Linked DNA regions of Ovis aries: region 1 is linked to region 2. Evidence: chromatin contacts called from public Hi-C data. All regions are on one chromosome and are shown on one strand. Each heading gives the region's core, a stretch centred on a gene start, on an enhancer-like site or on the middle of the called end of the contact. The rest is flanking DNA. Distances are from core to core; before and after follow the strand shown. Region 1 has its middle 75 kb from the start of BTG3. Region 2 has its middle 69 kb from the start of C1H21orf91.

The links. Hi-C and Micro-C count contacts between places; a contact is called where the count stands out from the background.
Region 1: a contact with region 2 is called in a Hi-C map of hypothalamus, with 6 times the contacts expected there. The contact joins two enhancer-like sites. A contact is called at or near these places in 15 of 16 Hi-C or Micro-C datasets (blood, hypothalamus, liver and 7 more).

What each region holds. Positions count from the first base shown.
Region 1 is chr1:140,160,421-140,165,112 of ARS-UI_Ramb_v3.0, forward strand. No RefSeq gene overlaps it. Among named protein-coding and RNA genes, the nearest start is that of BTG3, 75 kb to the right of the region's middle. Within about 2 kb of position 2,786, at least 10 of the 54 cell types and tissues checked have an H3K27ac peak or open chromatin away from gene starts, as enhancers often do. A contact at or near this core is called in hypothalamus, where this site is marked.
Region 2 is chr1:139,978,592-139,983,573 of ARS-UI_Ramb_v3.0, forward strand. No RefSeq gene overlaps it. Among named protein-coding and RNA genes, the nearest start is that of C1H21orf91, 69 kb to the right of the region's middle. Within about 2 kb of position 3,065, at least 3 of the 54 cell types and tissues checked have an H3K27ac peak or open chromatin away from gene starts, as enhancers often do. A contact at or near this core is called in hypothalamus, where this site is marked.

The DNA.
Region 1 (4,692 bases), core at 1,536-4,035, 180 kb after region 2:
TTTATGTGTGAAAAAACCGAACTCAAATGCTGAGTCCACAAACTCCCACAACGGAGCTGTTCCTCCCCGGCGTGTGGCCGTAACCACTGGAGCAGCCACCATGGGCCTGCATGCTCAATCATTAGCTCTTCCTTTAACCAGAATTTTATTCTTTCCTGGCTTTCTTCTTTCAACCAAATAATGCAGCAATTTGCAAAACTCCACTTCTGTTCCACAAATACCTTCCTACCATGGAGTGAGCTTTAATAACACACACTGTAGAAATTATTTCCCTCCTTGATGAGTTCATCTTGACCTTCTGTGTTCAGGAAGGAGAAACAACCCCTCTTCCCAAGGAGCGGATGAATAATTGCTTGCAAGTAAGAAGAATGCTCCCGGGCAGGAGGAAGGGAGTTGCCAGCTCCTTCCTTGGTATCATGTTCCCTGCCAAGTAACAGTTGGTAGGCTGCCCCGTGATTTTCCACACTCCAGATTCAGTGAGGGTGACGCCCTTCTTCATTAAGATAAACCAGAGAAAAGAGCAGCAGATGTGGTGTATGTAATTCGCTGAGCCTGGACTCCAGACAAAGAAGCAAAAAACCCCTACACCTGCATGTAAGGACAAAGCTTTACCATAGCAGGAATTTGGGACTGAACGCCAAGTTTGGAATTGCCTTAAGTCAAGTTGCAAAGAAAATCAGCACAGGTTAGGACTTGACCGGGTGTCTCAGGACTTGACAGCTCCCTTCTTTGGCTTCTTCCCAGCTGAAGCTTAAAAGTAGAGATGGCGTGACCTGAACTGAGAGTTCTCAGGAAATTCAAGAAGAGGAGATCCTGTGGAGCAAGACTAAACCTTAGGTATCTTCTTCAAAATGCTTTCGCTTTCAGTAAGCTTCTGTTTGCGGGTGAGTGGAACAAATCCAGTTACTTTGTCCCCTTGAAGAATGGGGAGAGGACATGGAAAAGAGCCAACAGCCACATCCTGACAAGAAAGAAAGCAAAGTCGCTCAGTCGTGTCCCACTCTTTGGGATCCCATGGACTGTCCTCTGTCCATGGGGATTTTCCAGGCAAGAATACTGGAGTGGGTTGTCATTTCCTTCTCCAGGGGATCTTCCCAACCCCGGGATCGAACCTGGGTCTCCTGCATTGCGGGCAGGTGCGTTACCATCTGAGCCACCAGGGAAGCTCACATCATGACATTCCTGACAAGAGCCGCATCAGTCCTTCCAGCAGGGGCAAACTTTGGCTCCACGTTACAGGTCTTGTAACTGAAGCTTGGAAATGTTCCATCACTCGCTCAAGGTCAAATGACTAATAACGGGCAGGGCCTGAATCTGTTGTTGTTGTTGTTTTTGGCTGTGCTGGGTCTTTGTTGTGGCGCCCAGGCTCCTCTGCTTGTGGCATGGGCTTAGTTGCCCCAGGACAGCACATGGGAATCTTAGTTCCCCGAGCAGGCATCAACCATGCATTGGAAGGTGAATTCTTTATTTTTTTTAAAGGTTTACTTATTTATATACTTAGTTTAGTTTTTGACTGTGCTGGGTCCTCACTGCTGTGCGCGGACTTTCTCTAGTTGTGGCAAGCAGCAGCTGCTCTTCGTTGCAGTGCACAGGCCTCTCATTGCAATCGCTTCTCTTGTTGCAGGCATGTGAGCTTCAGTAGTTGTGGTTCCCAGGCTCAAGACCACAGGCTCAATAGCTGTGGCACACGCGCTTAGCTGCTCCATGGCACGTGAGATCTTCCCGGATCAGGAATCAAACTGATGTCTCCTGCATTGGCAGTGTGGATTCTTTACCACCAGGGAAGTCCCCAGAGCCTGAATTTGAACCCAGCATGGCCAAACTTACTACCCAGGGTTTGTCCTTTGTCCCTGTGATTCCCAAATGCCGGTCCCTGGAGTGATGCTAGCCCAACCATTCAGAAGACCCACCTGGGCAGCATTGTCAAAATGCCTAGACCATAAACAGGCTCTAATTCAATAGATCTGGAATGAGACCTGGGAAACTGTGCTCTTAAAGTTTTACCTTGACATTCTTTTGCAGCCAGACTTGGGAACCAGCGCAGTATATATTTTTCTAAGACTTTTTTTCCAGCAGTTAATTGCTTTTGTGCAAATCTTAACTCATCTCCCAAATCAAAGACTAATACATCCATCACTCATAGGGAATGTATCTGATGTTTCTTTGAACTGTGAAATATATTTTCAAAGTATTTATAATTCTAGTGCTCCATTGGAAGATGTCCTTGAGCTCTATTACATGCTTCCTTATATTCAAAGAATGAGGGTGCATCCTTGGGACGAATGTATAACCTACAATTGGCCTGCTGCAACACTCAGTCGTTTCCTGCAGGGTTCAAGATTTTCCTTACCTCTGAGTGGCTCAGAATGCAGGGCTACCGGTGCTCAGGACCAGCTCCCCACCTCTCAAGACACTTCTGATTTACTGTACCTTCAGGGCTTCCTTTGTGTCAGACACGAGCTATGCATCTGTTTAGACAATTTTCTACAGTGCACTTTTTCCTAAGACCATTTTAATTTCAAATTCCTGCTAAAGACCCTGATGAGCCCCTCTTGAGACTCGAGGAGAGGCTTTTTATATCCTTATGCCTTCCAGCTGAGGTTCTTTGTGCCCCTAGGTCCAGGTCTCCAAAGCTTATTTCTCTTCTTATTCACCCTTTTCTGTGAAAGAGTCCACAGCTAGACTGAAGGAGGATTTAGAAAACTGTGATCTAGGGGCCAACTCTAGCCTGGCACTTGTTTTTGTAAACAGCATATCACTGGAACACAACCAGGCCCATTCATCTGCTTGTGTGTGGCTGCTTTCATGCTACAGTGGCAAAACTGGGTAGCAGAGACCACATGCCCTGCACAGCCAGGAGCATTTAGTTTCTGGCCCTCTACAGAAAAAGTTTGCTGATCCATGGACAAGAGGGACGTTTCTTGTTTTCAGTGAAAACACTGTAAATTTTCCTGCATCAGAGAAATACCACATATACTTCTGGGATCACTCAAAAACACATATGATGTGAGGATTTTGTCCTTTGCCTATTTTTCCTTATTTTTAATCCTTTTTTTACAGCATAATATTTGTTGTTCAGTTGCTCAGTCATGTCTGACTCTTTGCAACCCCATGGACTACCGCACACCAGGCTTCCCTGTCCTTCACTATCTCCTGGAGCTTGCTCAAACTCATGTTCATTGAGTCAGTGATGCCACCCAACCACCTCATCCTCTGCCACCCTCTTCTCCTCCTGCCTTCAATAATATATGTATTCTTTTTTTTTTTTTAATCACATTTTCAGATTATTCATGAGGCAACATTAGGGTGTAAAAATGATTGATAGTCTCTTCAATAAAAGCCATTTTTTAATATATGATGAGTCACCTATTTATATATGTAAAGGGAAGTACTGTGGAGAAGATTATTTGAATCTCTGTTCACTTGTCATAATTCTCTCCTCTTAAACTTTCCCCCATCTGCTAAAATGAACCCCAGTTTCACCAATTTGTAATGTGTATTGCTGATAACAAAAGGAATCAATATTTTCTTTTAATTTTCCCTAAGCCATCTTGATAATTGGTGATGGTATGAAGTATATATCTAATAAAATATCAAGCCAGGAAAGTAAATCTTAGGAAAAAAGTCTCATTGCTTTCTATGAAAATAACAACAGGCCTTTAAAAATCTCATTACTTTTTTCAAATATCACAAAAGTCACTAAAGAAAATCTTCCAGATTTGATATTTAATGATTGTCAACATGCAACTGACTTGTACCTGAAATCTGCACCTTGTCTTTAATTACGCTCACTTTGCCTGCCAAGTTATTGACATTTGAAAGTACCAGTACGCCCTCTTGTGGCACATTGCAGTTACTGTTCTTTTCTACTACTAACTTAGCAAGCAGTTTGTTGTGTGGGTTTGTTAGTCATTCAGTCCTGTCTGATTCTTTGCGACCCAATGGACTGCAGTCCACAAAGCTCCTCTGTCCATGGAATTCTCCAGACAAGAATAGTGGAGTGGGTAACCATTCCCTTCTCCAGGGGATCTTCCCGATCTAGGAACTGAACCGTAGTCTCCTGCACTGCAGGCGGATTCTTTACCAGCTGAGCTACCGGGGAAGTACTGGTGGGACCAGCTCCCCGTATGTCTCCCCTGGACTGCTTGGGATTCTTTTGGTTTTTAATATACAAGCTCATCACTTACTAGTTTAACTGGGATCCCTTGAGCAAACTCCTGTAATATTCTCAGCCTTAATTTCTTACCTGTAAAATGGAGAGACTAATAATGGCACTTTCATATAGCTGTCATGAGGACTGAATACAAGAAGGAACGCTAAGGCGCCTAGCTCAGGCTGGCGGCAGAAGAGGCTAACATGTGTTACAGCCAGCACTGCTATGAGGTTTCCAAACATACCCTAACACTGTGATTTCTTAATATTCCCCCCTCCCCTTTTGCCACTCCCACTTTTCAAGTGTGTTCTTAATCTGTTTTCTTAAATTATTTGTTTGTTCATATTTGCTTTTGCTTTCTGTGTGGCAATGGAAAAGCTAGCCTTAAAAGTGTTGGGCTCTTGTTTCTGAAGCCTGGATTTCAACTAACTTCTTACTGCTCTAACACAAGAAGACTGCCTTTTAGGGCCAGTACCTAGAAATGTAAATAGTGGAATATTTATGTGTTACATGGCTATGAATCCCTGGACACCCTTTTT
Region 2 (4,982 bases), core at 1,815-4,314:
CAGGGGGTCCAGTTTGATCCCTGGTTGGGGAACTAGGTCTGACATGAATGAGTTCACGTGCTATAACTAAAGACCCTGCATGCCACAAAAAAAGACCCAGCTCAGTCAAATGAATCAATGAATATAAATATTAAAAAAGAAAAAAGTAGGACTCTCCTCCAATTACTGCCACAGTCTGATGACCCCATTCCCCATTTATTTACCTTATTAATAAATTAAATAATCTCCCCAATTTTAAAAAATCCCTTTCATCAATCAATCAACCAATGTTATTTCATTACCCCAATCAATCAATCAATCACCGACCCAATCAACAGCTGCTGCTTCATTACCTCACTATGGTTCTTAGGGCCTTACTGTTTCACTTACTCCCCCTCTTCACCCCTCAATCCTAACTCGTTTCTCCTCACTCAGTTGCCCACCAGAAGGAACCTAGACTGCCTCAGTACTCATATCACACCACCATTTGTTTCTTTATCCTTATCCCAATACATCTGTTTAATGTTTCTTATTTAGTGTTAATGCTTTTTTTTGGTTAATAATTCCATAAGATATTTTGAGGCCCACGGGGCAGGATCTTGTCTGCCTAGTCCACTGCTTTGTACCAGCACCTAGCCCAGCGCCTGACACAGTGTGTCAACAACAGGGAAGCATCTAAAATGTTATCCTACTTGAAAGCCACTAAGTTGTTCAGCACAATTTCATTGATGCTGATAGAAGACATGAGACTCTGGGTCAGAAATGGACAGTTTACTAATCATAACAATAGCAGTAGCCAGAACACTGGCGCTTTTGGCCCAGTTCCTGAGCCAACCCAAGTCCTATAGGGTGACAGCAAAAGGGTCAGATGATAGCTGCACACACAGCTGGGTTAAGGGACAAGACATAAACCCTGACTGTAGAGAATCCAAAAAGTGGTACAATGACAGTAAGAATGTCTGTCCTTCACGCCAAGGGAGACACAATATCTACTTTCCAAGGCCATTCCCTATATGAATATCCATGGAAGGATATTCTGGAACAAAGGGCAGTCAGTCCCTCTCTTGTAAGACATGCAGGAACACAAGAGACCCATAAAAAATTGACTGCCAGCAAGTAGAGGATCAGAAAAATTTGTTGACTGAATGAATAAATAAACTAGAACATCAATTGAGCATTCATGGTGGAATTAGAAATGTAAAATAAAAAATAAGTAAAATAAATATTTTAAAAATAAAATAAGAAGTCTCTTTTTTTCATTTCCAAAGCCCCTTTGTTACCCAATGGTTGATAAAGATTAACAACCAACCCTTGGTTTTCTAGCATTTCTCAATTTTATTGGAAAACACATTCCCACCATGACCAACTACAAGTTACTGATGTCACTGAATGCAGAGCTGTTAGAGATACCTAGCAACACACCATTATCTGGTATTTCCACCATATAAATACAGAACACATAAACACTTCAACAGGCAATTTTACTATTATCAGTAATGCAGTAAAACTGTAATAAAATAATTATGGAGTGATGAGTTTTGAGCATATTACTTTTGTTGTTCAGCTGCTAAGCTGCGTCCGACTCCTTGTGACCCCGTGGATTGCAACACACCAGGCTTCCCTGTCCTTCACTATCTCCCAGAGTTTACTCAAATTCATAGCCATTGAGTCAGTATAATATCCAACCATCTCATCCTCTGCCACCCACTTCTCATTTTGCCTTCAATCGTTCCCAGCATCAGGGTCTTTCCAATGAACTGGCTCTTCACATCAGGTGGCCAAAGTATTGGAGCTTCAGTTTCAACATCAGTCCTTCCAATGAATATTCAGGGTAGATATCCTTTAGGATTGACTGGTTTGGTCTCTTGCTGTTCAAGGGACCCTCAAGAGTCTTCTCCAGCACTACAATTCAAAAGCATCAGTTCTTGAGTGCTCAGCCTTCTTTATGGTCCAACTCTCACATCCATACATGACTACTGAAAAACCGTAGCTTTGACTATACAGAACTTTGTTGGCAAAGTGATATCTCTGGTTTTCAGTATGCTAAGTTTGTCATAGCTTTCCTTCCAAGGAGCAAGTGTCTTTTAATTTCATGGCTGCAGTCAAATTCTTGAAAATGTAACACTTGGCTCCTGTGAATGGTCATGATTGAGCTCCAGTATACCACAGTCCATACCATTGTTCTCTCCTATCTGTCCGTGTCTTTGATGTTGTCACCCTGGCTCCTCCAGCCTTTTATGGACCTTATTTCCAGATCTTCTGTTTCTCTCAATCTGGGCTCCTCCCCCTGCTCAAGACTGAGCTCAGCCTCACTTCCTGCACCACCCCCACCTGGCCCCATCACCAAAAACTTTCATGTCTGTACCTCACCATGCCCAGCCCCTCTCCCACCAACACACACCATGCCAACCCATGGAAGCCTCCCCCACTGCCTCTGGGGAGGGGTCCAGAGATTCCACACAGCTTCCCTCAGCAATCAAGACCACAGCTGAGGAGGTCAGTCCTGAACTCCCAAGTCATAATTTCCAAGGCATTGTCTCATGGAATCATTGTCACAATATTTTGTTAGGCTCTTTTGGTGTTATATTTTAAGTACCTCGTGTATTCTAACAGGGATTTATAAGCAAATCAGAGGTGTTGATCTCCTTACAAGAAAGATGCATTTAGACTTCTAAACTTAGAAAGGAACTTTGGAAACATATTCAAATAGAAGACTAATCCATTCTGAAGGAGATTAGCCCCAGGATTTCTTTGGAAGGAATGATGCTAAAGCTGAAACTCCAGTACTCTGGCCACCTCATGGGAAGAGTTGACTCATTGGAAAAGACTCTGATGCTGGGAGGGATTGGGGGCAGGAGGAGAAGGGGACGACAGAGGATGAGATGGCTGGATGGCATCACTGACTCGATGGACGTGAGTCTGAGTAAACTCTGGGAGTTGGTGATGGACAGGGAGGCGTGGCGTGCTGCGATTCATGGGGTCACAAAAAGTCGGACACGACGGAGTGACTGAACTGAACTGAACTGACACATATTTATATACTTTTGATTTATAGAACTACATCCACCAGAGGGCAGCAAAAATTTTTGTATGTGAATAACCTTTACTCAATGCAGAAATTGAAAGCAAACGTGTATTATTCCTTGCTAAATAGAAAACCATTAGGTCCTAGATCATTTAATGTGGCAATAAATAAGTAGGAGACTTTATTTCTTAAGACAAAAAAATTACGAATGCATAAATATTCCTAGTTAGTTTTGAGAATTTCAACATTATGAAGAGATATGTTAAGGCTCAAATTTTATTTTTTACTCCAAAGCCTTAAACCAGTAGTCCACTTTATTCTCACATTTTTGCTCTCCATGATATCAGTTACCTTCAGTCAACTGCAGTCTGAAAATATTAAATGGAAAATTTACAGAAAAAAAAAAAAGTATTAAATGGCAGTCATTCTGAGCAGCACAATGAAATCTCTCACCATCCCACACAGGATGTGAGTCATCGCTTTGTCCAGGTATCCACACTGTATATACTACCTGACCATTGCTGTTTGTTGTTTAGTCACTCCCTCGTGTCCAACTCTTCTGCAGTCCCATGGACTATAGCCCACCAGGCTGTGGAATTCTCCAGGCAAGAATAGTGGAGCAGGTTGTCATTTCGTCCTCCAGGAGATCTTCCCAACGCAGGGAGTGAACCTGCATTTCTGTGTCTCCTGCAATGGCAGGCAGATTCTTTACCACTGAGCCATGGAGAAGCCCTACCGGCCTGTTAGAAGAGGAAAAAACAGTTTCAGGCATCCACTGAAGCTCTTGGATATCCCATGGATAAGGTGGGACTACAGTATTAACTTTCTTAGTAGTCAACTCTCAAGCTGGTTACTCACGGATCCATTCAACATTTCGTTTTTTGCACACTTCTCACATTGAAAACACTGTTAGCAATCACCACTTCTGAGGCACCAGTTCAGTTCAGTCGCTCAGTCATGTCCGACTCTTTGCAACCCCATGAACTGCAGCACCCCAGGCCTCCCTGTCCATCACCAACTCCCGGAGTTCACCCAAACTCATGTCCATTGAGTCGGTGATGCCATCCAACCATCTCATCCTCTGTTGTCCCCTTCTCCTCCTGCTCTCAATTTTTCCCAGCATCAGGGTCTTTTCCAATGAGTCAGCTCTTTGTATCAAGTGGCCAAAGTATTGGAGTTTCAGCTTCAACATCAGTCCTTCCAATGAACACCAAGGACTGTTCTCCTTTAGGATGGACTCTCCTTGCAGTCCAAGGGACTCTCAAGAGTCTTCTCCAACACCACAGCTCAAAAGCATCAATTCTTTGGCACTCAGCTTTCTTTATAGTCCAACTCTCACATCCATACATGACCACTGGAAAAACCATAGCCTTAACTTGAGGAATACAAAAATGATTGCCAGTCTGTATTAGTCAGAGCTCTCCAAAGAAACAGAAACAACAGAAGTCACATATGTGTGTAAAGAGATTTTTTAAAATGAACTGGCTCATGCAATTATGGAGGCTGGAAGTCTGAAACCTGTAGGGCAGGCTGGCAATTCAGGCAGGAGTTGATGCTGCAGTCTCCAGGCAGAATTTCTACTCTAGGAAACCTCAGGTTTTGCTCTTAAGCCCTTCAACTGACTGGGTGAGGCCCACCTATATTATCAGACCTAATGTCTTTTACATAAAAGAAGCTATTCACCACATCTACAAAATGCCTTCACAACAACACTTAGTTTTGAGTTTAATTAAGTAACTGGTTAGAATAGACTAGCAAAGTTGACCAATAAAACTAACCATTATATTGCTCCAAAACATTTCCCCTATCCAAGTGCCATGTTCTAAAATGCCATCCTCGGAAAATCATGCTTTGAGTCATGGATTTCTCCTCTCAGATATCATCTTCTAAAATGCAGTAGGTTAATACACCTACTTAGACATTAATGGGCCTCTGCCAGATTGTCACATATGTTTCCCCAGACAGAAGAAAGTCTGTG